Regions from separate parts of the Mus musculus genome. Here all the other regions are linked to region 3. The links are chromatin contacts, called in public HiCAR-type and promoter capture Hi-C maps. All regions are on one chromosome and are shown on one strand. The core of a region is the stretch at or near the end of the contact, and the rest is flanking DNA. Distances in the headings are between cores, read along the strand shown. Region 1 holds the start of Golga3 (golgi autoantigen, golgin subfamily a, 3). Region 2 holds the start of Pxmp2 (peroxisomal membrane protein 2). Region 3 holds the start of Rpl5 (ribosomal protein L5). Region 4 holds the start of Pgam5 (phosphoglycerate mutase family member 5). Region 5 holds the start of Ankle2 (ankyrin repeat and LEM domain containing 2). Region 6 holds the start of Ddx51 (DEAD box helicase 51). Region 7 holds the start of Fbrsl1 (fibrosin-like 1).

Evidence for each region. Promoter capture Hi-C pulls out the DNA fragments that hold promoters and counts their contacts. HiCAR-type assays count read pairs that join an accessible place to other places. Capture Hi-C pulls out chosen DNA fragments and counts their contacts.
Region 1: a HiCAR-type map of astrocytes shows a contact between it and region 3, with 4 times the contacts expected there. The contact joins the promoter of Golga3 here to the promoter of Rpl5 in region 3. A contact is called at or near these places in 5 of 39 promoter capture datasets (cranial neural crest, embryonic stem cells, hippocampal neurons and 1 more) and 2 of 115 datasets of contacts at active chromatin or transcription factors (astrocytes and embryonic midbrain).
Region 2: a contact with region 3 is called in a promoter capture Hi-C map of liver, with 2.6 times the contacts expected there. The contact joins the promoter of Pxmp2 here to the promoter of Rpl5 in region 3. A contact is called at or near these places in 9 of 39 promoter capture datasets (the C10 cell line, cranial neural crest, frontonasal cranial neural crest and 5 more).
Region 4: a contact with region 3 is called in a promoter capture Hi-C map of adipose tissue. The contact joins the promoter of Pgam5 here to the promoter of Rpl5 in region 3. A contact is called at or near these places in 3 of 39 promoter capture datasets (cranial neural crest, hippocampal neurons and liver) and 1 of 9 other capture datasets (adipose tissue).
Region 5: a contact with region 3 is called in a promoter capture Hi-C map of adipose tissue, with 2.9 times the contacts expected there. The contact joins the promoter of Ankle2 here to the promoter of Rpl5 in region 3. A contact is called at or near these places in 5 of 39 promoter capture datasets (cranial neural crest, hippocampal neurons, liver and 1 more) and 2 of 9 other capture datasets (adipose tissue and liver).
Region 6: a contact with region 3 is called in a promoter capture Hi-C map of liver, with 2.2 times the contacts expected there. The contact joins the promoter of Ddx51 here to the promoter of Rpl5 in region 3. A contact is called at or near these places in 3 of 39 promoter capture datasets (liver and pre-B cells).
Region 7: a promoter capture Hi-C map of liver shows a contact between it and region 3, with 3 times the contacts expected there. The contact joins the promoter of Fbrsl1 here to the promoter of Rpl5 in region 3. A contact is called at or near these places in 7 of 39 promoter capture datasets (the 3T3-L1 cell line, the C10 cell line, embryonic stem cells and 3 more).

Annotation. Positions count from the first base shown.
Region 1 is chr5:110,175,378-110,179,134 of GRCm38.p6, reverse strand. Golga3 (golgi autoantigen, golgin subfamily a, 3) reads right to left here and starts at 2,278. Exons shown (of 24, transcript NM_001347389.2): 1 at 2,213-2,278. Gm15787 (predicted gene 15787) reads left to right here and starts at 2,631. Exons shown (of 3, transcript NR_040431.1): 1 at 2,631-2,818.
Region 2 is chr5:110,283,689-110,288,020 of GRCm38.p6, reverse strand. Pxmp2 (peroxisomal membrane protein 2) reads left to right here and starts at 1,853. Exons shown (of 5, transcript NM_008993.2): 1 at 1,853-2,137; 2 at 4,268-4,332. The coding sequence starts at 2,016. Pole (polymerase (DNA directed), epsilon) reads right to left here and starts at 1,702. Exons shown (of 49, transcript NM_011132.2): 1 at 1,572-1,702. The coding sequence starts at 1,633.
Region 3 is chr5:107,898,114-107,902,325 of GRCm38.p6, reverse strand. Rpl5 (ribosomal protein L5) reads right to left here and starts at 1,798. Exons shown (of 8, transcript NM_016980.2): 1 at 1,680-1,798; 2 at 387-456; 3 at 189-304. The coding sequence starts at 1,682.
Region 4 is chr5:110,267,819-110,271,539 of GRCm38.p6, reverse strand. It overlaps Pgam5 (phosphoglycerate mutase family member 5), which reads left to right and starts at 1,641. Exons shown (of 6, transcript NM_001163538.1): 1 at 1,641-1,888. The coding sequence starts at 1,701.
Region 5 is chr5:110,229,034-110,233,203 of GRCm38.p6, reverse strand. Ankle2 (ankyrin repeat and LEM domain containing 2) reads right to left here and starts at 2,200. Exons shown (of 13, transcript NM_001253814.1): 1 at 1,781-2,200. The coding sequence starts at 1,967.
Region 6 is chr5:110,651,151-110,654,994 of GRCm38.p6, reverse strand. Ddx51 (DEAD box helicase 51) reads right to left here and starts at 1,544. Exons shown (of 15, transcript NM_027156.3): 1 at 1,207-1,544; 2 at 984-1,117; 3 at 377-527; 4 at 1-126. The coding sequence starts at 1,507. It overlaps Noc4l (NOC4 like), which reads left to right and starts at 1,613. Exons shown (of 15, transcript NM_153570.2): 1 at 1,613-1,772; 2 at 1,864-1,984; 3 at 2,576-2,682; 4 at 3,209-3,316; 5 at 3,534-3,683; 6 at 3,784-3,844. The coding sequence starts at 1,656.
Region 7 is chr5:110,445,907-110,449,947 of GRCm38.p6, reverse strand. It overlaps Fbrsl1 (fibrosin-like 1), which reads left to right and starts at 1,445. Exons shown (of 19, transcript NM_001142642.1): 1 at 1,445-2,068. The coding sequence starts at 1,781.

The DNA.
Region 1 (3,757 bases), core at 1,029-3,528, 2.3 Mb before region 3:
TAGTCTCCAACTCATGGTGACTCTCCTGCTTCCACCTCTGAATGCTAGCCTTATAGTCATGTACCACTTCACGCAGTTTATAGTTTTATTTTTAACCATTTTTCCTCCCATTTCTGGATGGCAAAGCAAAGCTATCACTGAGGAATTCCCAAGATATACCTAACTTTAGCAGTTCACCCAGATTTTGCATTAAGAGACCATCTAAGGTGCAACAGGCTTCCAGCTTTCCCAGCAGTTCACAAACAGGATCCACAAACAACAGCTACCCCATTACTGAGGTTATCATCAACTAGACAGGACGCACAGGCAAAGATAAAACAGGGCTGGCTTCCTGAAGATGTCTGGTTGGTGCTGCACTATTGAACAACAGCAAACAGCATTCTATGTAAGTGAAAACCAAAGGCCAGCCTCAGGTACAGCAAGGACATAATTCACATGCTTTGAGTTAAACACGTTTGCCTCAAATCCTGTTTTTCCATTTGGCTGTAAGACCTTGTTAGGTAGATTTCTGAGCCACTCTTAGCTTATTTCCTCATCAATAAAAACACAGAGAAAATAAAGCCGGGCATGGTGGATCACGCCTTTAATCCCAGCACTCGGGAGGCAGAGGCAGGTGGATTTCTGAGTTCGAGGCCAGCCTGGTCTACAGAGTGAGTTCCAGGACAGCCAGGGCTATACAGAGAAACCCTGTCTCGAAAAACAAAACAAAACAAAACACAGAGAAAATAAATACAAAAATTTTGCTAGGATTGACTACAATAAGATATAGGGTCTCTGCTAAACAAGTGTAATTAATTCTCCTTTCAACAGCTGTTGAAAGAGCCAAATTGCAGTTATATTCTCACTTGAGAGAGAAAAAAAAAAAACACTACTTAAAGCAATTGGCCAAAACCCAGCTATTTTTAAATCTGAGCAACTTTCATTTCTTCTGTTTCCTTTCTTTTATAAGAAATAGGGAAGAAACAAGATTTTCCAGATTTGTGTCTGTGTTCATACGCACAGTTGTGTGGAGGGCAGAGGACAACTGAAGAGTGGATGCTTTCCTTCCACCACAGGGCTCCCAGGGAACTCAGGTCATCAGACTCTATAACATTCAACCACTCAGAAGTCTTTCCGATCTGCTTTTGGATTTTTTAGACAGAATATTGCTATGTAGCATGGGCCTCAAGCTGGCTGAGGTCTTCCTGTCTTGACTTCCCAAGAGCTGGTATAACAGACATGTGCCACCCTATCCAGGCTTTTCCTTTTCTTTCCATTCAAGGTACACTGTATCTGAGTCATTAACGGACTATAAAAGTCAGGCGGCATTTGTAAATGGTTTACAGTGTCCTACTGACAATAAAATACAAACTTCTTAGCCTCGACCGGAGACCACTTTAATTGGGTTCCTACTTATGTCTGTACCCCTCACATGCTGTGTCTTTTTTCATTATCTGGCTATATCATGCATCCAGAAGTACAACTGACTCTCCATAGGGTCTCTACACTTCTTGTTCACTTTTCTTGAGACATTCCTCTCAATAATTTTGCACAAACGATTCTTGTCATGGAGGCCTGTCTTGACTCAAAGGTAAACTCTTCCGAAGGTTGCACAAACCTAATCCTCTCAACTGTTTTGAGTTGTCAGTATACCTCCACCAGAAAGTGATGAAAACAGAGACCAAAACACTACTGTATCCTGGGACCTTTTACAAACAGGGCCTCTTTTTCTATAAACATTCAGTAAGCGCCCGTGGGAAGGTGGTAAGCTGTTCGCCTAGCTCTCTCTGGTCACTGACTCCACTGACCATGTTCAGCAAACACCTCTGAGCACCAGAATCAAAACAACCTAAGTCCCCCACGCACTGTACGACTTGCCACCATGTCACGTTCGTCATCAACTGCAAAAGGAGCAGACTTCAAACACGCTGACCCAACCAAGCAGCAGTAGCAACGCTCTCAGGGCAGACCGCATTCCGTGGGTGCAGAAGCAGTCTCTGCATTTACTGACAACCCAGCTGCGAGGCAGGTTTCCAACCCCACGGAGTAAAAGCAAAAACTGACTTGAGCTGACCGCGGCTGACCCAAAGTCTGCGCGACCCTCACCGGACTCTGCATCCGCCTTGCCCCTGTACGCCTCTCTGGGCGCGGCCAGGGTTGCCCCAACAGTTCCTCCACGGTCCTCTGCCACAAGGTCCCGACCCTCCTCAGTAATAGCCCCCAAAACCCTCACCGGTTCCGGCCCAACCCTGCGGCTCCGGTAGGACGTGGCTGTGCAAGGGGCGGGGCGCAACAGGGTACCAGTCTCGGGCAACCCCCCGGAAACAAACGGTCCGCGAGGTCTTCGTTCCGGAAGAGAGGCTGCCCTCAGCGGCCAGTAGCCACTTTCAAATTGGGGTTGGTATGGATCTCCGGACAGATTGAGATATCCTTCAGAAAGTGGACTTAAAATTTTGTGTGCCTTCCCTTCAGAGGAACAACTTCCAGCCTAAGAGACGAAATCAGGACAACCCTCCCCCCCCCCCCAAAAAAAGAAAAACGCTTCCGGTGGTAGTGACGTTGGACTCGCCACGCTCCCGCCCCTCGCGGCCTTCTGACTGGTGGGTATGACGATCCACGTGGCCACGCCCCCGGGGCGTGGCTTCCCCGCCAGACACCGCCTCCACCACAGTTCTGACAACTTGTTCCTAAGTGTTTGTCAGTCTTGTTTGTATTATTGCCAGTGTTATACATGGCCGGACACTGCGCCACGCGACTGCATTGCCAGCCACGAGGAAGTCTGACAAGTATCACAAGCTCGAGGACTGACTGGACTATAAAGTGGGACTTGTCTTAAAAGGTAAAAAGACGTCTGCGGTGTAGTTCAGAACTCTTGGGTTCAGTCTCTAGTATGTGAAGATAGGAAAGGAGAGGAAGTTCTCACAACACAATATTAAACTATTGCCACTGCTACATGGGGAAAATGCTAAGTATACATTTTGTTTTCAGTGCTCGAGATTGTATCCTGGGCCTTGAACATGTCTAGTAACCTCCCCACCTCCAAGCTACATTTCCAACCCCAAATAAAAATGACCAAAGCTTTACAAAGATATAATTTACATGCTGTAAAGTTTGCTCCTGTTTACGATTTTATCATTATTTCTGTTTCTGAGTGTCCTTGCCTGTACATTTCATACCAATAGGGTTCATATACTGTATAGCTTTGAGTTCTTTTTCAAATTGTATCCATGTTGTACATCTTTTAGTGCTTCGTTCTTATTGCTAATATCCTATTGTTTGGATATTTCCCTTTTGTTTCTGCTCATCAGTCAATGAACAAATTTGAAGGGTCTTGAGGTAGACAAAAGGACTGACAGGGTCCCAGCTTTATATGTCCAGGGGTTGATGGGGGAACCTGCTGTATCTACTGAGGACTGTTGTGTGCCAAGGACTTTGCCAGATGCTGTCTGCTTTCAGGAAACTTACTTCTTGGAGGGAAATAGTAAAAAACAGACATACAAGAGAGTAGATGATGTCAGAGCTGAATAAAGAGACAGGTGGGTAGACATTCTGCAATCTTATGGATTATTGAGAAAGGACCTCTCTGAACCTGGTGAGTGGCTCAGCAAGCAAGGTCACTTGCAGCATAAGACTGGCAATTTGAAGCTTATATAGTGGTGGAAGAAGTGAACCAACTCTACAAGTTGGCCTCTAATCTCAACGTGTGCACTTTAATACACTCACCATATATATTTACACATATCACATACATACACAATAATAATTTTTTAAAAAAAAT
Region 2 (4,332 bases), core at 604-3,103, 2.4 Mb before region 3:
ATTTATATATGCACATCAAATAGTTGTAAATGTAGATAAAGTACTTCACATCTCTCATCTCTAAACTGAAGTCTAGCATGAACATAACAGTATGAGTACTGCCCACCTCACGTGTCTTTCCATGGCATCATGGACATGAAGAAGTCAACACAGTAACTATTGTTACTGTTAGACTGAGGCTTGGATGTATGAAAAAGAACATAGCTCCTTTTTCTAAATCAGGAATGAGCTTGGTAGAGCAAGTAATAGCCTGAGAACCAGGGCCTTGAGGGCGCTGTGGATCCGGATCCTAAGAAATCATCTCTTCTCATCCTTAAGGGGCTATGGTTTTCTGTCCCAAGGCTGCTACCTGCTCTATGACACTGTCCCACCCACCTTTCCATAGAGGTACAAAACCTCTATGTAAGACACTGTACTTGGGGGCTTGAAGAAATGGCTTGGGGCTGGAGAGATGGCTTAGTGGTTAAGAGCACTGACTGCTCTTCCAAAGGTCCTGAGTTCAATTCCCAGCAACCACATGGTGGTTCACAACCATTTACAATGTGATCTGACTGGTGTGTCTTAAGACAGGACAACTACAGAGTACTCACATACATAAAATAAGTAAATACATCAAAAAAAAAAAAAGATGCTGTACTTCCTAATAAACTTGCTTGCATGAGCCATCACTCTGTGTGACACCTCCTGATCCTGAATGCTCTTATCTTCTCCATCTCCTCCTCATCCCCCTGGCCATCACTCTCTCAGGAACCTGTCACTGAAGAACCGCTTACTGGTCCAGGTCAATTACCCTGGCTGCTATGCAGGTGTTGTACAGCAAACCCAGAGCTTCACATATAATAGGAAAACACTATCACTATTCAGCTCTAACCGGGCTTCCACTCAATGAGTGCTCACATTCTGATACACAGTCTTTTTTTTTTTTTTAAGATTTATTTATTATTATATGTAAATACACTGTAGCTGTCTTCAGACACTCCAGAAGAGGGAGTCAGATCTTGTTACGGATGGTTGTGAGCCACCATGTGGTTGCTGGGATTTGAACTCTGGACCTTCAGAAGAACACTCGGGTGCTCTTACCCACTGAGCCATCTCACCAGCCCCTGATACAGAGTCTTATTCTGCCACAGTGTCACCAATCTCTATATACGATATCCACATCAGTTTCCTTTGTCACCATACTCTAGAATCTCTTGCTGATGTGATGCGTAAGGGTTTCGGCTTTTGGTTTAATAAATTGGTTTACTTCGCCGAGCTGGTCTAGACAGAATCTTCCTTTACTTTCCCCGTTCCCTTCTTGTCTGATGAGAATAGATGTTCACCCCTAGTCAAGTCACAGGGCAGGCACAGATATTTCTAGAGAAGCAGCCTGGGCCACGGAGTTGAGTTTAGCATCTCAATAAAAACTACGGAAACCACACAGGGCGAAGACGGGAGCCCGCCCTGTCCTCCGCGCCGCGCGCCGGGCCCGCTGTTTTCCCCACCCCTGAACCCCCGGACACCGCGCCCGCCCAAGCTTGCTCCGGCCGCGGCTACCGCCAGCGCCTTGGCAGCAGGACACCGGCTCTCACCGGCTGCCTTCGCCATCCGCGCCCGGCTCGGGGTGCCTCCGTCCACTGTTCCTCAGGACCATTGCGACGCTCCAAAGCTCCCTCAGGCTCCGGGGAGAATTTGGCGCGCTCTCCACGTGCTCTCGCGAGGCTACGGCTTCGGCCAATGAGAAGGCGCGGCCTCAGATGGACCTAGCCGGGGCCCGCCCCCATCGCCCCGCCCCGCCCCGCCCCGCCCCTCGGCTCTCCAATCCTCCGGCGAGCGCAGAGGGTGGGTCGCAGGGACCGGGGGAAAAGAGTGCACTAGCTGGCCGCGCGCGTGGCGGGACGGCCGGGCTCGCTGAGGGCGGAGGAAGGGCAGAAAATGTCAGGCCGTCCCCGCCCTGTGCCCTGTGTCCCGGGCCGGGTGCCCGACTGCCTAGCTGTTGGGTGGGCGCCCGGGGCGACTTAGACATCCGGACCGCGATGGCACCTGCGGCGTCCAGGCTGCGGGTGGAATCCGAGCTCGGGTCGCTTCCCAAGCGAGCGCTCGCCCAATACTTGCTGCTCCTAAAGCTCTACCCGGTGCTCACCAAAGCAGTCAGCAGGTGGGCGCCTACTGGGAAGTGGGGTGAAAAGGAGGGGTGCCGACAGGGGAGACTCTCCTGCAGGGGAGGTTAAGAGAGGGGGCGTCTGCAGACCAAGCAGCTCAGATATTGCCCGAGCAGCAGTGGATCTCAGCCTGTACGTCGGGAACCCCTTAAAGGTTGAACGACCTTTGTACAGGGGGTCACGTATCAGATATCCTGTATATCAGATATTTACGTTATGATTCACAACAGTAGCAGCATTACAGTTTAGAAGTAGCAGTGAAAGTAATTTTATGGTTGGGGTGACCACACCATGAGGAGCTAACTGTATTATTAAAGGGTCACAGCGATAAGAAGGTTGAGAACCACTGCTGTGGAGGAAGGCAGAGTTCTTCCTTAAGGTGCGACCCCGTTCTGCTTAGCCAGTAAGTGCTGTTTGTGTGTTGGGTCCCAAGCATTAGTTAGCCTTTGCAGTCTGAGTGTTGTGAAGACCCGCGAGTCAGGGACACATTCTAACCCTGAGCAACCCAGGCACGGTCGCTGGTGAACTCTGCCCTTTGAATTACATCGTTCGGTTTCCTAACGAGATATCCCTGTTTCTGTTCATTTCCATTAGTGCATTTTGTAGGTTCTGTATTAACTTAGCTTTTCCATAAGTGTGTGCAGAGTGCTTCCTGTGCGCGGGCACATAGCTGTGATCAGAACAGGCGCATAGACTTCTCTCGGAGCTAAGAAGAACGAGTCCATCTTCCCACCCCACCCCACCCCACCCCCGCAAAAGGCAGATAAATGTATAACTTAGAGCAGTTAGGGAAATTTCTCCTGGGTTGTTGACGTTGGTCAGAAGCACAGAGAAGAGAAGCGGTTGTTTACAGGGCACAGTAAGTGTAAAAGTTCTGGGGGAAGAATTCAGAGAATGTCGGAGGGGTGAAGAGAAGGACTCTGGTGGAGAAAATGACCAGGGAGAGTAGATAGGAAGAGGTAACCAGGGGTCAAGTCAAGAGGGTCCTTATGATCCATACTAAAAGTTTTGGATTTATAGCTTTTTAGAAGACAGCTGTGGTGGTTAAAGCTAGTTGTCAACTTGATAACATTTAGGAATTAAGCATGCCTGAGGGGCTTATCTTGATTATCTTCTTTGAGCTGGGAAGATCTGCCCACTAGGGGCGCCACCATTCCTAGTTGGTGTCTGACTGGAAGTGGAAAAAGTGAGCTAGCTGAACCGCACGCGTTTTCTCTCTCTTTTCATTGTGGGTGTGCTGTGAGGAGATCCTTCAACCTCCTGTTGCCTTCACTTCTCTGCCTTGATGGACTTGAACCTTTAACTGGGAGCTGAAATAAGCCATTGTTCTCTTAAGTTGCCTTTGTCTCATTTTTTGTTTGGTTTGGTTTTTGTTCATTTTGCAACATAAAAAGAAACTAAGAGCCAGGCGTGGTGGCACAAGCCTTTAATCCCAGCACTCGGGAGGCAGAGGCAGGCAGATTTTTGAGTTCGAGGCTAGCCTGGTCTACAAAGTGAGTTCCAGGACAGCCAGGGGTATACAGAAAAACCCTGTCTCAAAAACAAAACAAAAAAACAAAAAAAACACAAACAAACAAACAAAACAAAACAAAACAAAACTACAACATAGAGTTATTTGCTTAAATACAGCCCACAGACCATGTCCTTGTGAGGATCCCTCCTATTGCCTTTTACATCCATGCCTTCAATGGAGCAGCTGTGGGGATGTTGGAAGGCACACAGCCCCGCAGGTGGATGTCTCACTGTGCTCATCTGTGGTTTTCACTTTAGGTCATAGTGCCTCTATCTTCTGGGGCTTTACCTAACTTAGCAAGTTACTTCAATAGGGACTCATCCCATGATCTACACAGCAAGATCTTTTTTTGTTGTTGGTGGTTGTTTTTTGTTTTTGTTTTTCGAGACAGGGTTTCTCTGTATGGCTCTGGCTGTCTTGGAACTCACTCTGTAGACAAGGCTGGCTTCTAACTCAGAAATCCGCCTGCCTCTGCCTCCTGAGTGCTGGGATTAAAGGTGTGCACCACCACACCCGGCTCTACACAGGAAGATCTTACAGCAGCCGTGCTACTGCCATGCGGGACAGGCTCTTGTGTCTGCTGCTCATTTTCTGATTGTCTCTTCCTCTACAGCGGCATTTTGTCAGCCCTTGGAAACCTTCTGGCCCAGACGATTGAGAAGCGGAAAAAAGACTCTC
Region 3 (4,212 bases), core at 549-3,048:
AACAGATTTCCCAGTCCTCCTCTCAAATTCCATAATGGAAATTAAGCAAAGCCAGGATTTCCAAACCTTCCCCCCACCCCCACCCCCCCCACCCGCCACTGAAATCTACTAACACAAGAAAATAGTCTCTCCCAAAAGTTAGAGTTGATGCGTCTGACCACACTACTCAAGTCTAGGACATAACTCACCTGGCAGATGATATCTCTGTTAGTTACACGAACTATCATCCTATATTTGGGTGTGTTGTACTTATTCTTGTCCTGGATCACCAATCGTTTTCGAGCATAGTAGTCAGTTTTACCCTCTGCAAGGGGAAAAAAAAATTTAACCAGGGAAGGTTCCACCTTGAAACAGTCTTCAGAAACTAAAACAGAAAAAGTTCATACCTCGCCGCCTTCGAAATCTCACTTGGTATCTTTTAAAGTAGGCCTTATTCTTGACAACTTTCACAAACCCCTTTAAAGGAAAAAAAAAATTATCAGGGCTTTGCTAATTGTTTCGTCCCATGACTTTTTTCTTTTGATACAGGCCAACTATGTAGCCCAACATGACCTAGCATTTGGTAGTTTCTGAGCGCCGAATTAATAGGCAAGAACCACCTGGGTTTTGGTCTGTATTTTTTTATTTAACTATGTAACAAAATCATGCCCAAGTTTCAAAAGCAAATTATTACAAGTGTCAACTTCTATAGCATGTTTCTAAGCTGACCGGAAACAAGAATCGCTGTTGTGCAGTGCTCAACCTTTAATAAGGTTAGTTCCTCATGCTGTGGTGACCCTTCCCCAAACCATAAATCTCGTTGCTGCTTCGTTAATTTAATCTTGTAGTTATTCATCGTTAATACAAATATCTGACAGATGGGTTAAGAACCAGATGGAGAACTGCTGTTGCACTGGTTCTCTTCGCCAAACACACCTAACTAAGCCTCAGAAAACACGTAAAGATGGCTGGGCGGAATAGGGCACCGACCCAAGTCGCTCCATCCACAACTGCAGGCTCCTTACTACAACTTGCAGGTACAAAGACATTTTCGTACTGCCTTTAAACAATCTTTCAATTCCTGTACCACTGATCGATCCCTACGCCAAACCGCCGGGATGTATCACCTACACCGGAGCCAATCTGTGCCGACAACTGCACACCTCACCGAGAAAGTTCAACCACTCGGCGCTCACTTCCTCCCTGCCTAAACCGGGCTCAAATGGCAGAGTACGATCTACAATTACTCCTCGCAAATGAAGAGCTGCACCCCACCTCTCAAGTCCGATCTCAGCAAATCTCTGAAAACAGGGCCAGACTCTGGCCAGGAAGAGCCAGGGGCCGCCACATCCCTTCCGGGACGCAGCAGCGCCACGGCCTCCACTGACAGACACTCCCGGCTTCAGGGCTCTGTGCGAGGCCGAGGGATTCGGGCTTCCGTGGCACGGCCTCCTGACGACCCCGGAGACAACTGCGGCTGGCAGCCGGACTCGGAAGCCTCGTCCCGAGCACCCTCCGCCGCGGCCCCTCCCCCGGCTGGCACCCGGCAGCCATTAGGCCACGCTGGAACGGCGGGCGCAGAGCCGGGAATCGAATGCCATCTGCCCCCCGGGTCGCACGAGCCGACCCCGAGCGGGCATCCGCGAGAGGAGGGGGCACCCCGGTGCACGCACGGGCCTGAGACCCAGATGCCCACTCACCATCCTGCGGAATAGAGACCCGCAACCGCGGCTCCACGCAGACCTGCAGAGTCGGCCGCGCTAAGGGGGAAAAAGACCGGAGTCACGTACGCATGCGCAGTATGTAGCACCACCAGCACGCAAGCGACGTGAGAAAGAGTGGCTGTAGGCCTCAAGATGCGCGGGCTATCGCCCCCTGCCGGTAGGAGGATGAATGTCATCTTCCTCCTCTCAACGAGCATGGAGGATGGGCGATGAGAAAGGGAAATAGAGGCTTTTTGCGAGGACTTTTTTTTTTTTTTTTTTGGGGGGGGGGTGGTTTTTCGAGATAGGGTTTCTCTGTGTGACCCTGGCTGTCCTGGAACTCACTCTGTAGACCAGGCTGGTCTCGAACTCAGAAATCAGCCTGCCTCTGCCTCCCAAGTGCTGGGATTAAAGGCGTGTGCCACCACTACCGGGCAGGAGGACATTTTTAAAAACACGCTCGGCATGCACGCACACACACCACACTTATATAATTATTTTTCTAAGCAGGAGGGGGTAAAAATTAAGTTAAATACATGAATTTGCCTATGCTGAAATCTTGCCTTCTCCATGACTTGACTCACTTCTGGAATATATATTTCGGAATTCCCAGCACACAGGGCCGCCGGGAAGCTCAGCCTCAGAGCCTCAAGTTTGAGTTAGAAGAGACTCTTCTGCCTTTGCATAGCATCTTGACATCTGCTTCAAGCATACTTTTCATTCTCCAGCACTTCTCAGAGTGCTGACCTCCAGTCAATTCTTAGTTACCTGTTACATGGTGAAAACAAAACAAAACCCACTGCACTCTCCTGTTGCCTTTATGCTTCCATTGTCCCCAGAATTCCTGACATTATGAGCGCCGCCTCCTCCATCACTCTTAGTCCCCTTCCTCAAGAAGTTTCTTTTTAGGACTGGGTGTGCAGCTAAGAATTGCAGCCTCAGTACTTAGAAGGGAGAGGAAAAAGAATCAGAAAGTGCAAGGCTAGCCTAGGCTACCTAGTGAATTGGAAGCCAGCCTGGGCTGCCTGAAGGAAAAGAAATGCATACAAACAATTATTTAAACACGTGAAAGAACAGTTATAAGGCTGAGAGCTTTAGAAAGTCTAAAAAAAGTCTGAGAGCCGGGCAGTGGTGGTGCACGACCTGGGAGGCAGAGGCAGGCAGATTTGAGTTTGATGCCAGCCTGGTCTACAAAGTGAGTTCCAGGTCAGCCAGGGCTACACAGAGAAATCCTGTCTCGGAAAACCAAAGTCAATGAGAATGCAATTTGAAAATTGCTTCCCTAGCCGGGCGTGGTGGCGCACGCCTTTAATCCCAGCGCTCGGGAGGCAGAGGCAGGTGGATTTCTGAGTTTAAGGCTAGCCTGGTCTACAGAGTGAGTTCCAGGACAGCCAGGGCTACACAGAGAAACTCTGTCTCAAAAAACAAAACGAAACAAAAAAAAAAAAAAAAAAAAAGAAAAGAAAAGAAAGAAAGAAAAGAAAAAACAAAACAAAGTTGCTTCCCCAAATTCTGTGTACCCAATTATTTTTAGCAATAGCATTTTATGACACTGGTGCTCAGATTTTGGAGGGGCAGTGGGACTCCTTAAAAATATTTGTATTTTTATGGATAGCTCAGCAGGTAAAAGTGATTGCTATACAAACCTGATGTACTGACGTCAGACCCCCGGAACCCTTATGGAAAGCCAGGAATGGAGTATGTACCTGTAATCCCAGCATTCCTGTGGTGAGATTCCAGGTTGAAGCCGAATCCCCTAGAAGTGTGTGGGTCAGCAGCAGCAATCAATAGAAAATGTCCTACAGCTGGATCTCATGTAGGCATTTTTCTCAGTGGAGGCCACCTCCTCTCTAATGATTCAGATCTTGGAGTTTCCCAGCTCCCACAAGGCAGCTCACAACTTTCTGAAACCCCAAAATCTAACACTCACACAGACACACATCTAGGCAGAACACCAAATAAAATAACACATTAAATAAACAGACAAACAAATGATAAAATGCTCATAATAAAATAATAAATAAAACACACATCAAATAAAAATAAATACTTTTTAAAAAAAAGTGTGCTCAGTTATTGTACTAGCTGGTTTTCTGTTTCAACTTGACACAAGTTAGAGTCATCAGAGAGGAGTTGAGAAAATGCCCCCATGAGGTCCAGCTGTAGGGCATTTTCTTGGTTGGTTGTTGATGGAGTAGGGCTCAGCTCATCCTGGGTGGTTCTATCCCTGAGCTGTGGTCCTGGGCTCTAAAAAAAAAAAGCAGCAGAGCAAGCCAGTAAGGAGTACCTCTTCATGGCCTCTGCATCAGCCTCTGTCTCCAAGTTCCTATCCTGACTTCCTTTGTGGAAGTGTAAGCTGAATAAACCCTTTCCTCCCCAAATGGCCTTTTGGTCATGATATTTCATCACAGCAATAGAAACCCTAAGTATGACAACTAGCATGCCTCCCCCAACCCCCGCCATTGGTTCTGATCATAATTATTTTATTTAGAAAGAAAAAAATTGTTTTGGTTACAGGAAATAAAAAATT
Region 4 (3,721 bases), core at 392-2,891, 2.4 Mb before region 3:
ACTATTCTGTAGCTGGGCGTGGTGTCGCACACCATTGATCCCAGCACTCGGGAGGCAGAGGCAGGCGGATTTCTGAGTTCAAGGCCAGCCTGGTCTACAAAGTGAGTTCCAGGACAGCCAGGGCTACACAGAGAAACCCTGTCTCAAAAAAACAAAACAAAATAAAATAAAAAAAAAAGAACTATACTGTAATTTTGTTACAGATTTTTGTTACACACACCCTATTGATGCTTCCTGTGAAAGATTAAAGCATCTAACAGGTCCTGCTCTGGTGCCTGGCTGAGGTCCTGTCAGGAAAGCAGCCTCTTAAGGACAACTAGCCACACTGCCCTCCTGGCAGCCAGTTTAGATATTGGGGCTCACTGGGCAGACACCTCTGCAGTCATATGGGCCACCAGAACCTCCGTGGAAGACTTGCTCCAGTCATGATCTGTCCAGACAGCCTCCACCGACACTGAGCAAGACAGCATGGTAGTGAACTCTGATGACCTTGCAATCGTCTCATCCAGGCCAGGGGGAGGCTCTCCCTTGGTGGCTCTGCAGAAAACCTGCGATTGATTCAAACGTGCATGAAGGACTGCCAGGATTGGGGCTAAGACCCTTGCCATAACACCCTTTTCTCTTTATATATAAGCCGACTGAAACTCACGTTTCAGTCAGTGTGAAATACAGCCTCTGTATCCTTTTTTTTTTTGGTATGTCAGGCCTTAGAGGGTTTTTGTAAAAAAAATTTAATTTATTTTTATCAATAGTAGGGTAGGCTGAGCTAGGAACACCAAAAGGCTGAGGCTAGAGAGAATAGAGAGCTGAGGTGAAAGAAGGCTGTGGAAAAAACAGATCCTGTTGCTAAGACTTTTAGGGAGCTGTCTAGCCAAAGGACCGCCTTAGCCATTGTGGAAGGCCAAGGGTTCTGAGAATGTCTGAGGTTAGAGGTTCATTCAGGAGCAGTAATATTACCAAATGCCTGCTGCTGTTCATTGTTGCTCAAAGATGAAAATTATAACAGCTGCCAAGTGCTGGGCCGCTTGGTAGTTAAAGCCCAAGCCTGGAGCTGTAAGTCCGTGGGCCTGCCAGTCTAGTCCCTAGGCCTTGGGTACAATGGCCCTGGAAGAGCAGGTGGACACCTTTCCTACACAGAAGGACCCGGTCAATTGGTCAAAAGCAACTAGAGCGGTAAAACTTGGAGGCGCGATGGTAGGTGCCAGGGACTAGGGGTGGGGAATGGAGGGTTGATAGTTGAATGAAGAAGGTTCTTAGGGAAAAAAATGGAAAGAATTCAGGAGGTGAAAGTTGAGAGTATGCATACACTTAAAGATTACAAATGAAAACATAAAAACTTCAAATTGAAGTGCCAAACTTGAGGTTTTTCAATTCATATAAACCCAGTGCCTGCAGGCAGATTTCTGAGTTCGAGGCCAGCCTGGTCTACAGAGTGAGTTCCAGGACAGCCAGGGCTACACTGAGAAACCCTGTCTCGAAAAACCAAAAAAATAAAATAAAATAAATAAATAAACCCCAGTGCCTGATTTCCACCCACTAAAGGGCAGGCATCTGCGCCTGCTACCCTGCGACCACCGGCAGGTGGCGCCCTGGGCCGCGTTTCCTGATTCGTCGGGGGGGGGGGAAGGGGCGGGACTTCCACCAGCCGGAAGCGGAAGTCTGCTCCTGGCGTCCCGCCGTCAGGTCGCGCGATTTGCGGCATGGCTTTCCGGCAGGCGCTTCAGCTGGCGGCCTGTGGTCTGGCCGGTGGCTCGGCCGCTGTTCTCTTCTCGGCGGTCGCGGTAGGGAAGCCGCGAGGTGGCGGGGATGCAGACACGCGCGCGACCGAGCCGCCGGCCTGGACAGGAGCGCGAGCCGGGCGCGGCGTCTGGGACACCAACTGGGACAGGTGCGGGGACGGGAGGTTTGGGCTCGGCCCTGCTTCCTCACCTCCATCCCGGGATGGCGGAGATCGGTGCTCTGAAGGGAAGGGGACGCTGCGTGCTAGTGGGTCTTGAGTTTGTGTGAATCGGTGGCAGTGCCTGGATGGCGCACCTCCCGAAGGTCTTCGCGCCTGGGCCACCCGTCTCTCTGAGGGACCTCTAACCGCCCGGACCCCATACTCGAAGAGTCCTTGTTCAGAGACAGTGCACCAGGTCTTTGTCCCAGGACCACCATCCTCTGTGGGCCTGAAATTCCAAAGGATTAAGTCTTACTCAGAGTCAGGGTCTTGATAGACAGCCAGGTTTGCCTCACAAATTCTCCTCCTGCAGCTTGGGGAAGATTGGGACTGCAAGCATGCTATCCCTTCAGAGGCCAGAGAACCCGTGCGTGAAGTAGAGCCAAGGGTTGGGTTACCCATGGAAGCCGGGTACAGTGGCATGTATAGCGAGTGGCATGCAGCTTTAATCCCAGCACTGGGAGTCAGAGGCAGGCAGAACTCTGAATTCTGGGCTATATAGAAACACCTTGTCTCAAAAAAAAAAAAAAAAAAAAAAGAAAGAAAGAAAAAAGAAATGACCTGATTTTAAATGTTTCATATTTGCTTGCTGTGTCTGCTTACGTGGATGGATTGGTACAGTGGCCTTGTTAGGTGGGGAAGGATGCATGACAGATGGATCAACAAGTGCCGGAAGGGACTAAAAGGGGCATATCCACTTGGTTTCTTTCTGGTATGCCTTCCTCTCTGACAGTCGTCTCCAAATTTTGTCTGGTCCAGCCCCACACACGGCCCTGTAGCTGCAGCAAGACTTTGGCCTGGTCTGTATATGGGACTAACACCCCAGGTTAGCCTGCTCAGATCATGCTTGAGCCGCCACCACCACCCTTTCCAGACCTTCCTCTTCCACCATTGTGTTAATTTGGGCAGCTCTGACTTGTCCTATTCCTGCCTCCTACATTTAACTGAGTAGCTTCAGTTTCTTCGGCTCCTACGTCCACTCCACTAACTACAGTCCTCAACATTGTGATGGCCACTACCCCAGTGACTGCTCAACACTTAAAGTGTGTTTAGTGTGACTTAGAAAAGAGCTCTATTTTTATTTGATTTAAAATTAATTATAGTAATCCCTCTGTATGGTGGGGGATTGGGTCCATGATCCCTGAACATATCAAACTCTGTGGATGTTCATGATAATGAAGTATTTACAGATAACCTAGGCATCTAGCTTATCCTCCTGTATACTTTAAATCATTCCTAGATTATTTATCACACTCAGTACAATAAAATTGCTACCTAAGTAGTTGTTAAAATATATAGCTTGAGGTTTTAAAAAAAAATCACATACAAAAAGGTCTGTTTAGTTCAGATGCAAACTTTTGAGTATTTTTTGATGCCCGGTTGATTGAATATTGAGTGTGGAATCTTGAGCTACGAAAGACCTAAGTATAGTTAGACTTACTTATTCAACCTGGCCTTTTGTGATCCTTCCGCCTCAGCTTTTCCAGAGTGTGAGGAGTCCAGACTTGTACTGTGAGAAAGCACAGCCAAGGTCCTGTGCCTAGTATTTTTAACTTACGTTAGGGATGTTAGTATATGCTCGCTTGTACTCCTCATACTTGGAAGGCTGAAGTAGAATTGTTGTGACGTCAGCCTGAGCTACACTGAGAGGGCCTGTCTTATCACCAGCAGAAGTAGTAAATGAATGAAACAGCCCCAAGACTATTGGAGTCACACAGACAGTACAGTTCTAGGCTCCGCTGCAGTGCAACTATCCACTCTCACATCTCTTGACACTGCTTG
Region 5 (4,170 bases), core at 951-3,450, 2.3 Mb before region 3:
TTAAGGCCAGCCTAAGGTACATAGCAAGAACATTAAACAAGTAAGAGTTTCGTTTCTCTAGAACAAAAGCTTATGGGTACAGGGCAGGCTTAACTTCCTTGAGACTAGACTATAGTCTCCAGAGGGACTATACCATTAACAGACACACCAGCAATGCGGGAGAGCCATCTTCTCAGCATCTGCAGACGTTTGCAGACATCAGGATTTTTAAATCTTCAATCTAATAGATATATACATTGATACTCACTTTAGGCTGAACTCCTTCCCCCCGATCAGCTGGTAGAGGATCTTAGTACATGAGTTGAACTGTTCTGTATTGTTTTATAAACCTTTATACACCTAAAATGACTTCAAAATGAAAAACTAAAAACTGAAAAGAATCTTTCAGTGAAACAAGATGCCGCAAACACTGGTCTTGGCTCTCTCTATACCCTTTTAGCCACATGCACTGGGTGATTTTCACTGTGACCTGCTCTTGAGTTTTTCGTACAGTGTTCACTGAGTAAACGGGCTAGTGCACACTATATTTATTAAAGTTGCCCTTACTGCTTTGTGCTTTCCTGTAACTGCACCTACAAGTGTATATGTGTGTGTATTTCCAAGTCGGAGACTAGTCTCTTTCGGTGCCACTTCCTTTTTTAACACTCAACTGTTTGTTTTACATCCTGACCAAAGTTTGCCCTCCCTCTCCTCTCAGTTCCTCTCCACCCCATCAACCAGCCCTGGCACATCAAGTTGCAATAAGACCATGCTATTTTCTTAGCGGGGTCAAGAGAATGTAAAACCCAAAAGACAAGCATTGGCCCTGTTGTCACAACACAAACATTTCATTTCTCCACGGCCATGTAAAAATAACCAGCATTACCCTGACCTTCCTGTTCCCATTTCTTAAGCAAAAAACAAACAAACAAAAACAAAAACACGAAAACAAAACCCCCAAGAAACCAACGACTGCTAAGAAAGGGTTGATATGTATGTCAGTGGTAGAAGACTTGTCAAGATGTGCCACGCCTTGAGTTTTATACCCAGCCCTAAGTAATTAAAAAATGAAATTGTGTTTAAGTTCATAGTAGCAAATGGAGCCTCTGTTACCCGTAAGATCTTGTTAGGGTTGGGTTATCTCTAAAGTTCTAAAGTTGAGTTAATGGCTTAAAATGTCATTTTCCTTCTAGAAGAATTACTTTTCATCTTCCACTAAGAACTAGATTTAGGAGAAAGTGAGCGTTAGTGAAAAGTGGCTTCATACGAACACATACCTCGGGCTGGTGAAAGAGCACACCGACTGCTCTTTCCGAAGGTCCTGAGTTCAAATCTCACAACCACATGGTAGCTCACAACAAGAGACCTGACGCCCTCTTCTGGTGCGTCTGAAGACAGCTACAGTGTACTTATTTATAACAATAAATAAATCTTTGGGCGGGGGGCCGATCGGAGTGAGCGAGCAGGGTTGACCCGAGCGAACAGAGGTCCTAAATTCAATTCCCAACAACCAGATGAAGGCTCACAACTATCTGCACAGCTACAGTGTATACTCATAGACATAAAATAAGTAAATCTTAAAAATAAATTTAAAAAATTCTAAAGAAATCTTAAAAAACAAAACAAAAACAAAACACATACCTCGTAAACATGGGATTACAGTTTAGAGAGGTGGAGAGAAGAAGTGCTAACAGGGCTGTGGGTTCTCATCAAAAGTTTCCAAAATATCCGCGATAGGGTCTTACCGTATCCAGGGGGCGTGGAGAGTGAGGTTTTCCTCCCACGACTGACGCTGCCTTACCTGGCTGTGCGGCCACCGCTTCAGACGCGCTGGGCGGAGAGGAGAGCGTCCCGCAACGGTTCAGGTCCCGCGGCCGCTTCTCTAGCCGGCGGACCAGCCAGCGCACGGCGATGAACAGCACCGAGGCGCCCAGGAGCTCCCAGGCCAGGGCCGCCCACTCCACCACAGCCAGCCGCTGCCACAGCATCGCCACCGCCGGCGCCGAGGCCTTGAGCGCGGCCGCTGCAAATGCAGCCCGCGTCGCTCCCGCCTCCGGCCCTCAGAAGACCGCTCGCCTCGCCACGGGAGTCGCGCCTGCCCCAAGCCTCCTCCTCCGCCCGGCCGTGGTTAGACCAGGCGGGCTGCGCGCGCAGTGCGGGCCGTCCCGTTTCCCAACGATCAGGCTAGAACGCGGCCCGGAACGCAGCCTCAGGCGGCTCCGGAGGCAGCCCGGGGTCCTGATTAACGCGAGCGCAGCCCGGCAGTGGCGCGGGCAGCTTGGTCGGGGTCCTGAGTCGGACTCGGCGCGCTGCCTGGCGCGGCTCGCTCTTCAGGTGCGCCGCCCCGAGTTGTCGCTGCTGGAGAGCGCGAGCGGGCTCCTGGGTCACCCAGACTGTGTGTCATCCCGAAGCCAGCAGAGCTGGGGCCATAGTGCTTGACTGATAGGGGCTGAGGATGAATACGGCGGCCAGAAAGCCCAGCTCTGCCTCCTGTTGTTAATGAAGATTTTCTCTGGAATACAGGCAGAATGCCTATACCATTCCGACGGATAACGCGAAAGCCTACCTAGCACTGGGATTAAAGATGTGAGCCACCATGCCAGGCTGCTGATTTTAATTTTTGAAGTCCTTTTCTAACCTTTGTTTTTCTTTTTTGAGTCTTAACTATATATCCCCAAACTGGCCTTATGCTGGAGATCTGCCTCCTTGAGCTCGCAGAAATGTGATTACAAGCATGTCACATTAATTTCTGCCCACAGATCATGAGCTATGGAAGCCCGTGATGGTGTAGAGGCTTCTCACATGTACTCTGAGTGGTCTTTAGAAGGCAGAGTGGAGGATGGAGGCCTGTTCTGTTCAAATGTGTATCCTACCTCCTGCCAGTGAGAACTTGGTAAGACCAATTCTCACTATCCGGAGAGGGTGGCCTGAGGAATGGCCTAAAAAGGCCTGAGTGGAGGCCCCGACACGTTCAATTTACAGGTTACCAGCCAAGAGTCAGATATACATACCCTTCAGGTCATATCTTCAGTTAAAGATGTTACTTACTCCTCAGAACAGTCTCAGGGAAGCCAAACTAGATGACTTGAGAAATGCTAAGATGAATTTCCAGTTATTTTTATAGCCCCAGGATTAGAAAGCTAATTTAGATGTATTTCAGTATTTAGCTGGGCGTGGTGGTGCACATCTTTAATTCCAGACAGAAGCATGTGGATATCTGTGTTCGAGGCCACCCTGGTCTATAGATCCAGCCCAAGAGGCATCCAAGACTAAGTAGCAAAACCTTGTCTCAAAAAAACCAAGATAAATAAGTTAAATTTAATTATAGGCAGATGGGTAAAGTAGTATTAATTCCTTAAAGAAACAGGTACAGGAATATGTCATAGAGCAGTGGAGAACAACTTTTAATGTTTTGTCTTTTGCTTCATAATTGTGTTTATTTAAAGAGACCATGTGGGGTGGGGGGCTGAAAAGATGGCTCAGCGGTTAAGATCACTGACTGCTCTTCCAGAGGTCCTGAGTTCAATTCCCAGCAACCATATGGTGGCTCACAACCATCTGTAATGGGTTCTGATGCCCTCTTCTGGTGTGTCTGAAGACAGCAATGGTGTACTTTCATACATAAAATGAATAAATCTTTTAATAAATAAATAACCATTGTTCATTAAGACTGTTAGATCTGTGTGTTATAACTAAAACATTTACTTGAAACCTAGGCAGCTGAGGATCTTGAGTTCAAGACCAGCCTGTTTCAAAACCAAAGACTTGCCGGGCGTGGTGGCGCACGCCTTTAATCCCAGCACTCGGGAGGCAGAGGCAGGCAGATATCTGAGTTCGAGGCCAGCCTGGTCTACAGAGTGAGTTCCAGGACAGCCAGGGCTACACAGAGAAACCCTGTCTCAGAAAAACAAAACAAAACAAAAACAAAAACAAAGACTTACCAGAAATGTACTATACTTTCAGAGATCTGGCCATATGTTATATGCTGTTGGTCTCAGCCCATAGTAGAGAATTCAGTAGAGAGAATTGGGAACAGCAGCATCCAGGAGCCTGAGGTTTTCAGGTGGAGACATATAACTAAGCTAGGACAAACAGCAGGCCAGGAATAATGGTCTATGGGTTGCAGCTAGGCCTACCAAGCTGGCTAGGAGGTCTACTTTCAGAGTGAAAAGGTATGTAAGTGTGGAGAAA
Region 6 (3,844 bases), core at 295-2,794, 2.8 Mb before region 3:
AGGCCAGTGTTTTCCCACTGCCCGTTGGGGCAGAGACGCAGAGGTCACTAGGTTGGTAGCCACCTCTGCCTATGAGAAACCCATGGTCAGCACTTTCGAGGAGGGCGGGAATCACAGCTGCCTGGACTGGAAGGAGAGAAGGAAAGGAGTGTGTCAAGTATAGGCCGTGTTATACCATTTCACCCAGGAATTCTCCCGGACAAAGATGCCACCAGGGCTGGAAAATTGTCAAGGACCTGAACCCAAGAATATGGAAGCTCGCTGATCTGATGTGTAGTGGGGACCCCTAAACCACAACCCTGACACTACAGCTCTAACAGCCCAGGGAAAGCTGCCTCGGGGAGTTCACCCCATCATTTGTCCAAGGCTTAGGCACCTGGAAAGTAGGAAGTGATGCCATTAGCTCTCAACTGCTTCTGCAGGTCAGGGTGAACCTCAGGGATGTCCTCAATGGGAGTGAGATCTTCGGTGACACTCTTTTTGACACAGCTTGGCTTAGCCAACCATGCTGGCAGGAAAGGCTGAACCTGAAAGCAAGAAGCAGCGCAAACGTCCCCCAGAAGGCTCCAGGCTTGTGGAGTCATTAGAAACCAGGAACTACAACATTAAGAGACCCTAACCAGTCTTTCTTCAACCCTTCACCACCTCCCACTCTGGCAACCTTTGGACAAGACACCCGGACCAGCAGACACCCTATCCTAGTGCACTAAACACAATCTGGATACTTTGCCTATAAGCCTACCAACCCAGCAAACTGTCTTCATGCACCAAGAAATGTTGCTTTCAACAGGGACAGCAAGGCACGCCACGGGGCTTATCCCAAAAGTTCTTATCCGTCTGGATTTCAGTTTCAAGAGTGTCCCATGCATACCTCCCACTTTCAGTAGTTAAGGTCACGTAACAAAACGAAATCCCCCCCACCCCCCGGCTAAGAACTGAAGAGTCCCGGGAGGACAAAAAGAACCGCGCACAGGCTCACTCACCTTCGGCGTCTTTCTTCTTGCAAAGTCCCCCAGCACCCGGCCTGGAGCCGGGGGTCTCTGGACATCCTCCTGAGGGTTCGCACCCGGGTCCTCTGCGCCGGCACTGAGCTCCTCCGGAGCCTCCTCACCTCTCCCTGAGCGACACAGCACAACGTAGGGGGATGTCAACCCAGCAGCACAGAGAGCCTCCATGCCCCGTCCACACTGCGCACTCACGGCCCACCTGCGTCCACGTCCTTGTCCGCTTTCCGCCGCTTCGCCCTAGGAGCCTCCGAGTTCGGAGTCGCCGAGCCGCTCACCCGACGCCGCCGTCGGGGCCGCCGTCGCCGCTTGCCTGCTGCTGCCGCTTCCCCTTCCCCGGCCGTTCCTGTGGTCTCGAGCTCCGGCTCCCGCTGCTGTCGCTCACGGGCTCTGTTCTGCAGCCGCTCGAGCAGCACTCGAGCCCGGCTGCCCGCCTCTGCGTCCGTATCCCCCTGCCCCGCGGCCTCTGGGCCCGCGTACCGCGCTATGTGGAACAGCGCCATAGCTGCCCCACGCCGCGGTTCCTCTCCGGCGCTCTTTGATGACGTACGCCGCCCCGCGACCTAGAGGCTCGGGTGACGTCACGGGCGCGACTCCGCTCGGCGCACACTTCGGTTTCCAGGAACCGGGAGCAGCATCGGCGGCGGCGGCATGGAGCGGCACCCAGCTTCGGCGAGCTCCAGGCAAGAGCTCGGCCGCCTCCTGGAGGCAGTGCTGACGAGTCGTGGCCAAGCGAACGCGGTGTTCGACATCTTGGCTGTGCTTCAGGTGAGCCGCAGGGGCGGACCTGGGGGCGGCCAGGTCAGTGGGAGTCGCGACGGGGCCGAGCGTCACCTTGTCGGGGCCTCCCCGTGTTCAGTCCGAGGAGCCCGAGGAAATCGAGGAAGGAGTGCGCACGTGCAGCCGACTCTTCGGTACCTTGCTGGAGCGGGAAGAGCTGTTCGTGGGCTCGCTGCCGAGCGAAGACACGGCCCTGGCAGGTGGGTGACCTGGAGGGCGTGGGGTACTCTCCGCTAGGCAGTTCCGGTGGGACGCCTTGTCAACTTAGGATGCACCCCCGAGCCAGGGCCTTGTCATAGACCATGCGATCTGGGAGGACGACGCAGTCACTCATTGTAGCTCAGGAAGCGAGTTGAGATCCGTATACTTGCCAGGACTGCGTGAATCCGTATACGTAGCCGTTTTCACTCACTCACACACACACACACACTCTCTCTCTCTCTCTCTCTCTCTCTCTCACACACACACACACACACACACACACACACACACACACACACACACACACACACCCATGTTTTATTTGCGCCATTTCCGAGTTTGATACTGTCTCTGTCCTAGTGGGGAGACCCAGGTTCTGAGGCAAAGCGAGAGGAACTACATTTCAATACCCCCTTCCCAGTTTGCAGGGCTCAGAAATCGTCTTTCCCAAGCCCCGGTCTGGCATCTTAAATAGTTTACAGCTGTGAAGATGAGAAACAGCCGGAAGATTGGGGCTGAGTTTGGGACCTTGGTCAGGCTTGGCACACATAAATATGAGTGTGAGTTAGCTCTCCTAACTCTGTCCCCAGGGTCCCAGGGAGCCACATACAAATACAAGGTGTGGATAAGACATCGATACCACAGCTGCTGTAACCGCCTAGAGGAACTCCTGGCCCATCCCACCTTCCAGGTCAAGGTGAGTCTTGAAGCCCTTAGCCCAGCTTTTCCTCTCATCTCTAAAGTACTTCACAGCACAGGGGTAGAGGCCTTTGATGCGAGCATCTCTTCCTTCACTTGTCTGAGAGACTTCTACCTAGACATCTTTATTGCTGTTCTTTTCCACTGTGTGCTGTGAATCATCCGGACCTAAAGACATGGAGTCTGTAACCCTAGTTCCAGGCAGCAGATCTGCTTTGTACATTGTCACATTTGTTGAGGCACCTCCAAAACTGGGGGGGACAAGGGAATAGTTAGGTGGCCTCCCCTGCAGGCCCACCCTGTGTACATGCCTCAAGCCAAGTTCTGTTAAGAGTTCTATCCCAGGTCACCATCGGCACACACATGTAACATGGAGCGAGATAAGCTGGGGTCTGGCCTCCTTTCTCTCCTGGTTTTTGGCCCGGTCCTAAGCTTGGTTGTGAGAGCTCCTCCCTGAGGCTAGAGGAGCTTTGGGGGCCTCCTGAAGGGTGGAGGCCTCACGCTCACTCTTCTCTGCATCCCAGGAACTGGCCCTCAAGACACTCATGAAGTTTGTGCAGCTGGAAGGAGCAAAACCACTGGAGAAGCCTCAGTGGGAAAGCCACTACCTCTTCCCCCGCACACTCTTCAGGGTGAGGCCTTGGTGGGACCTGGAGGACCGTGGTGGCCACCGCCTAAGGCCATCCCATGAGCCAGCAGACTGAACAGATAGCTGGGGGGATTATTCCTGTCTTGTCAGTTGAAGAGGAAATGGCAGACAACTTGGTGGTATGGGGCTTGCGCCATTCTCCTTGACCATGCTAGGACCACTCTGTGAGACAAGGTCATTCACCCTATCTCTGTCCCCAGGCAGTGGTAGGAGGCCTGCTCACACCAGAGGACGACCACAGCCTGCTTATCTCCCATTTCTGTGAGTACTTGGAATATGATGACATCCGGTACCACACAATGCAGGTGGCCACTAGCATCATGGCCCGGGCCACCAGCCAGCAACCTGAGGTAAACAACTGGGTCTCATCACCACCCTGTGTCCTAGCTCCTCAGGGAGGCAGGCAGGTGGCAGCAGCCTGGCCAGCTGCTTAGGCGAGGCTTCCTACAGGTGTCCCTCACCCTCTGGAACAATGCCTTCACATTGCTGTCTGCTGTGAGCCTACCCCTCC
Region 7 (4,041 bases), core at 196-2,695, 2.5 Mb before region 3:
ACTGGTAAGCAAGGATACCTTTTATTTCTGTTGAAAACTTCAAAAATCGGGTCTCAGTCGTTGTTCTTGGAGTGGAAAAGGGTTGACCTAGAGTGAAACTCCCCACAAGCTGGGAGTGGGGTGGTCTCAGGAGGAGGTGTCTAAAAGAGAACAGTTAGCAGGAATGAGGAGCTGCCTTGGTTCTGCGTCTTTCCAACAGGGTTCTTTAGCTAGTTAGATGCTAGCTCTGAGTAGTTTTGTAATAAAATCTGGAATGGGAAGAAGAGGGAAGGCTGGCAGGTAGGCTGGCAGGTGTGTTGGTCCCCGTGTTGTTAAGTGAAAGAGCACACTTGTGGATGATAGGCCACGTTCCCAGATGCCCCAAGGGACGTCTTGGCAGAGAGCCTGTGGCCATCTCAGGAGCCAGAAAATGTGCACTTGAGGTCCTGTCCAGGGGCATTCTTCAGTCGTGTCTGCTTCCTTTCAGGGCCTCTGCTGCCCAGATGTAGGCATGGCTCAATGTCACTTTTCACTCAGTGCCCAATGCCCAAGCTGTGACACCTCCCTTCTCTTCATGTCAAATGTTCTCACTGGAGGAATTGCTGAGACTTCGTGCCCAGCTCCAGGGCATCCCAACTGGGGAAGTTGCTGAGGAAACTCACGGTTTTGTCTAGTTTTGTACTTCCTATCGGCGGTCCCCAAGTCCTTGGACTAGTGTAGGCAGGTCTCTAAGGAAAGACTACTTGAGACTGGAGGGTTTGGTTTTCAGGGCGCTACCTAATTTTGCATGGGGACCAGAGTGAAACTGGGCTTGAGGGCTTGCAGGTGGACGATGACGTACGCGCTGCCTCTAGGACTTCAGCACAGTGAGCCCCCAGCACCAACCTACCTACTCTCTCTCACGTGCTTCCACTCAGTTTGCCCCAAGCTACTGTAGGTGCATAGACCCATCACCTCCTACGGGAAGGGCGGAAGGGGAGGCGCTGATCGCCACAAACTCGCTGTAGGTGGCTGGGCAGTACTTGTAGGCGAGCACTAATTGCCTAGTAGGCGTGGTCAACAAGGCGAGGCATGAAGTAGGAGGGATCTGACCATGACTAGGCTCAGCGACCTGCACAGGTGAGCAGGACCGGAAGGCAAGGGCGGGGCTTAAGGAACTGAGAAAGCGTAGACAAGAGAGGTGGAGCCGGGAAGAATGGGGCGTGATCTGACAGGGTCGGGGGGTCGGAATTCTAAAGAGCTGTGCGCAAACGGGTGTGGCCTGTTGCAGGGGCGGAGCAAAGGGAAAGCTTCCCCCCTTTCGGGGGCGGGGCTTAACGTGAAAGGGCGAGGGCCCGCTCAGCGCAGAGCCATTTAGTCCGGAAGGGCGGGGTCAGGGCGGGGCCAGGGTGGGGCGGAGTCGACGGGTCAGCCTCCCCCAGCTGCGCCCGCTTCCTCTGGCACTCCGGCCCGGCGGAAGTGCGTCAGTTGTTATCCGCTCTGGTCGCTGCCACTACTGTGTCTGCCTCACGGTCCCGGTGCTCAGAAGCTCCGCCACCCGCCGCCTTCTGCCGCTGCCCGCCGGTCGCCATGGGCCGTGTCCCTGGGGACCTGGTCTAGGGTCGCCGAGAGACCGCCGCACTCCGATGCGCGGGACCCGGGGTCCTAGCCCGCGCGGCGTCCGGTGCTGAGAGCCCGCGCCCGGCATGCCCGCCCCGGTCCCGAGCCCGCCCCGGCCCCGAGCCCGCGCGGCGCCCTCGCAGCCCGGCGGCACGGCGTAGCAGGCGGTGCGGGGCGCCAAGGTCACCGCCGCGGCGCCGCCATGGAGGCCAAGGTCCGGCCAAGCCGGCGTTCGCGCGCGCAGCGAGATCGCGGCCGGCGTCGGGAAGCCGCCCGGGACGCCCGCGCCCAGAGCCCGTCGTCGGGTGAGGAGCCAGAGCCCAGTCCTGGCAAGGAGAACGCGGGACTCCACGGCGCGCCGCCTCAGCGCCCTACGCCTCTGCGCGCTGCGCGCCCCCCGCGGCGCCGTCGCCGCGAGTCCAGCTCGCAGGAGGAGGAGGTTATTGACGGCTTCGCTATAGCCAGCTTCAGCACCCTGGAGGCCCTGGAGGTAGGTGGGCTGGAAGGCCAGACCCGGGACCAAGGAAACGCATACGTATGCCTCCTGGCCCCGCGCTGCAACCTTGCCAGGAAGAGGACCTGGAGTGAGGGGTGTGTGGGAGGACTTAAACCACGCCACCTAAGCGGGCTTTGCAGCGATCGTTACTTGTTGCCAAGTTATCGCTGCGTCCGGGACCAGCTGGGGATTTGGACATTGTTGGGCCTCGGGGAGGCAGCGACGATAAAATGGACACTTGGGATTCTTCCTGTCCTATGATCTCTTAAGGGTTCTTTGGAGGGAACCGGGAGTCAACTGGCAAACCCTTCTTGGTGATCATTGCATGGGTATAGGTAATAGATTTGCTAAGAATACTACGTGTTTGACTGAGTTGTCGTGCACAGTATTTGCTGAGCAAAGTGTCCTTCCGACCTGAACTCAGGTTAGTAGAAGAGAAGGAAGTGAGAGAAATGGTCAGTGAGTGAGTGAGTAGTCACTGTGTCTCTGGAACTCAAGTGGTTGAAAATGCTGGTCAGGCCTTCAGGGCACTAGCAGAACCTTCAAACCCCTAGCAATGCAGAGATCTCTGTCTGGGTGAAAACTTTGGGGACCACATCTCATCTGCTGGGCTGTGGTCGCAGGGATTACTGCGACCCTATTCACTCTTGCCCTGACTGATACCTGCGATTTCCCAGTTTCAGGCCAAGCTTGAGAAAGGGGAATTGGTCATTGGATATCTAAATGGAGTTTTCCCCAAGTTCATATTCTAACCCTGGGGTCTGCCGGGTCTGTAGAGCTGAGGGTCAGTTGGTGATGGCCACTATGAGTAGCCCTGAGATGGGTTTGTTTGATTCGCATGCAGGGCCGAGTCCCACTTTGTGTTCAGCCCTTGTGTCTTCTGGGGAATATGAGATGAGTTATAGGCCCAAGCCAAAGATCCTAAACTAAGATGATTTTGTGGGGTGTGTTGTATTGTGTCTGGTGCTGATGTGCTAAGAAGACACGAAGGCTTCGGGGTTTCTGCCTTAGTGATGATAATGACACAGCCAGACAGTATGCTAAAGCCCCTACTTTGCAGCCATGGTACCAGAAGTTCCAGATCTGCAATCTCATTTCCTACCTTGCCACACCTGTGTCTGCTAGGCCCAAAAAGAACTCAAAAGAGCCTCCACATCTGTTTAGCCTTCTCCACATTTCTTTTTTTGGCCTCTTTTGGGTCTCAGGCTTTACAGCCTCACCTTAGGTGTTCTGTGTACCTGTGTACTGCTTGGTCCTGTGACACAGTTTTTGGTCTCACCTTCTTCCACACTGTGGAGACTTGACTGGTATTCCTGGGCTTCTGCCCCTCACACTTGTCAATGCGAGGATTGAGCCTGCGGGTTCCCAGTACCCAGAAGGAAACAATCAAGACTCAACATATTAAGGAGTGAATACTTGTGAAGAGAGGAAAGGCCTTTCAGGAAGTCCAGAGCTACTGCCTTAAGGTCACATCACACTGTTGTTAGACCAGCCCATTTGTATCTAAATGGTCAGCTTGTGTTGTATCCAGTTGTATTCTCTGGCCTTTCCCCACCTCTTCTAGGCCACATCTAGAGGGTTGACTTGTACAGTCTCACCAGCTTATCCAGGTTCTGAGAGATTACCCTGCCCCTCCTTACACCTATATAAAAATTTGGTATCTTCATGAGCAGCCTCACCTGAGTTTGGCCTTGGAAAGTACTTGGTTTCTGGACAGATCTAGATCATGTCTAGAAGAGTTTTGCTGGGTATCATTTACTGGTAAACTGTAGTGGATTTTCTCCCTGAGATCAAGTAGTTTATAATCTCATCGTATCAGTGATGACGAGTTCACTCTGCCAGTCTCTTTACAGATGTGAATTTATTTATCCTTTCAGATGACCTTACGAGCAGGTTTGAACACTCCCACCTGTAGATGAGAGATAGATACAAGCAGACTGGAGTTTACAGTCTGGACTGTCCTGCTT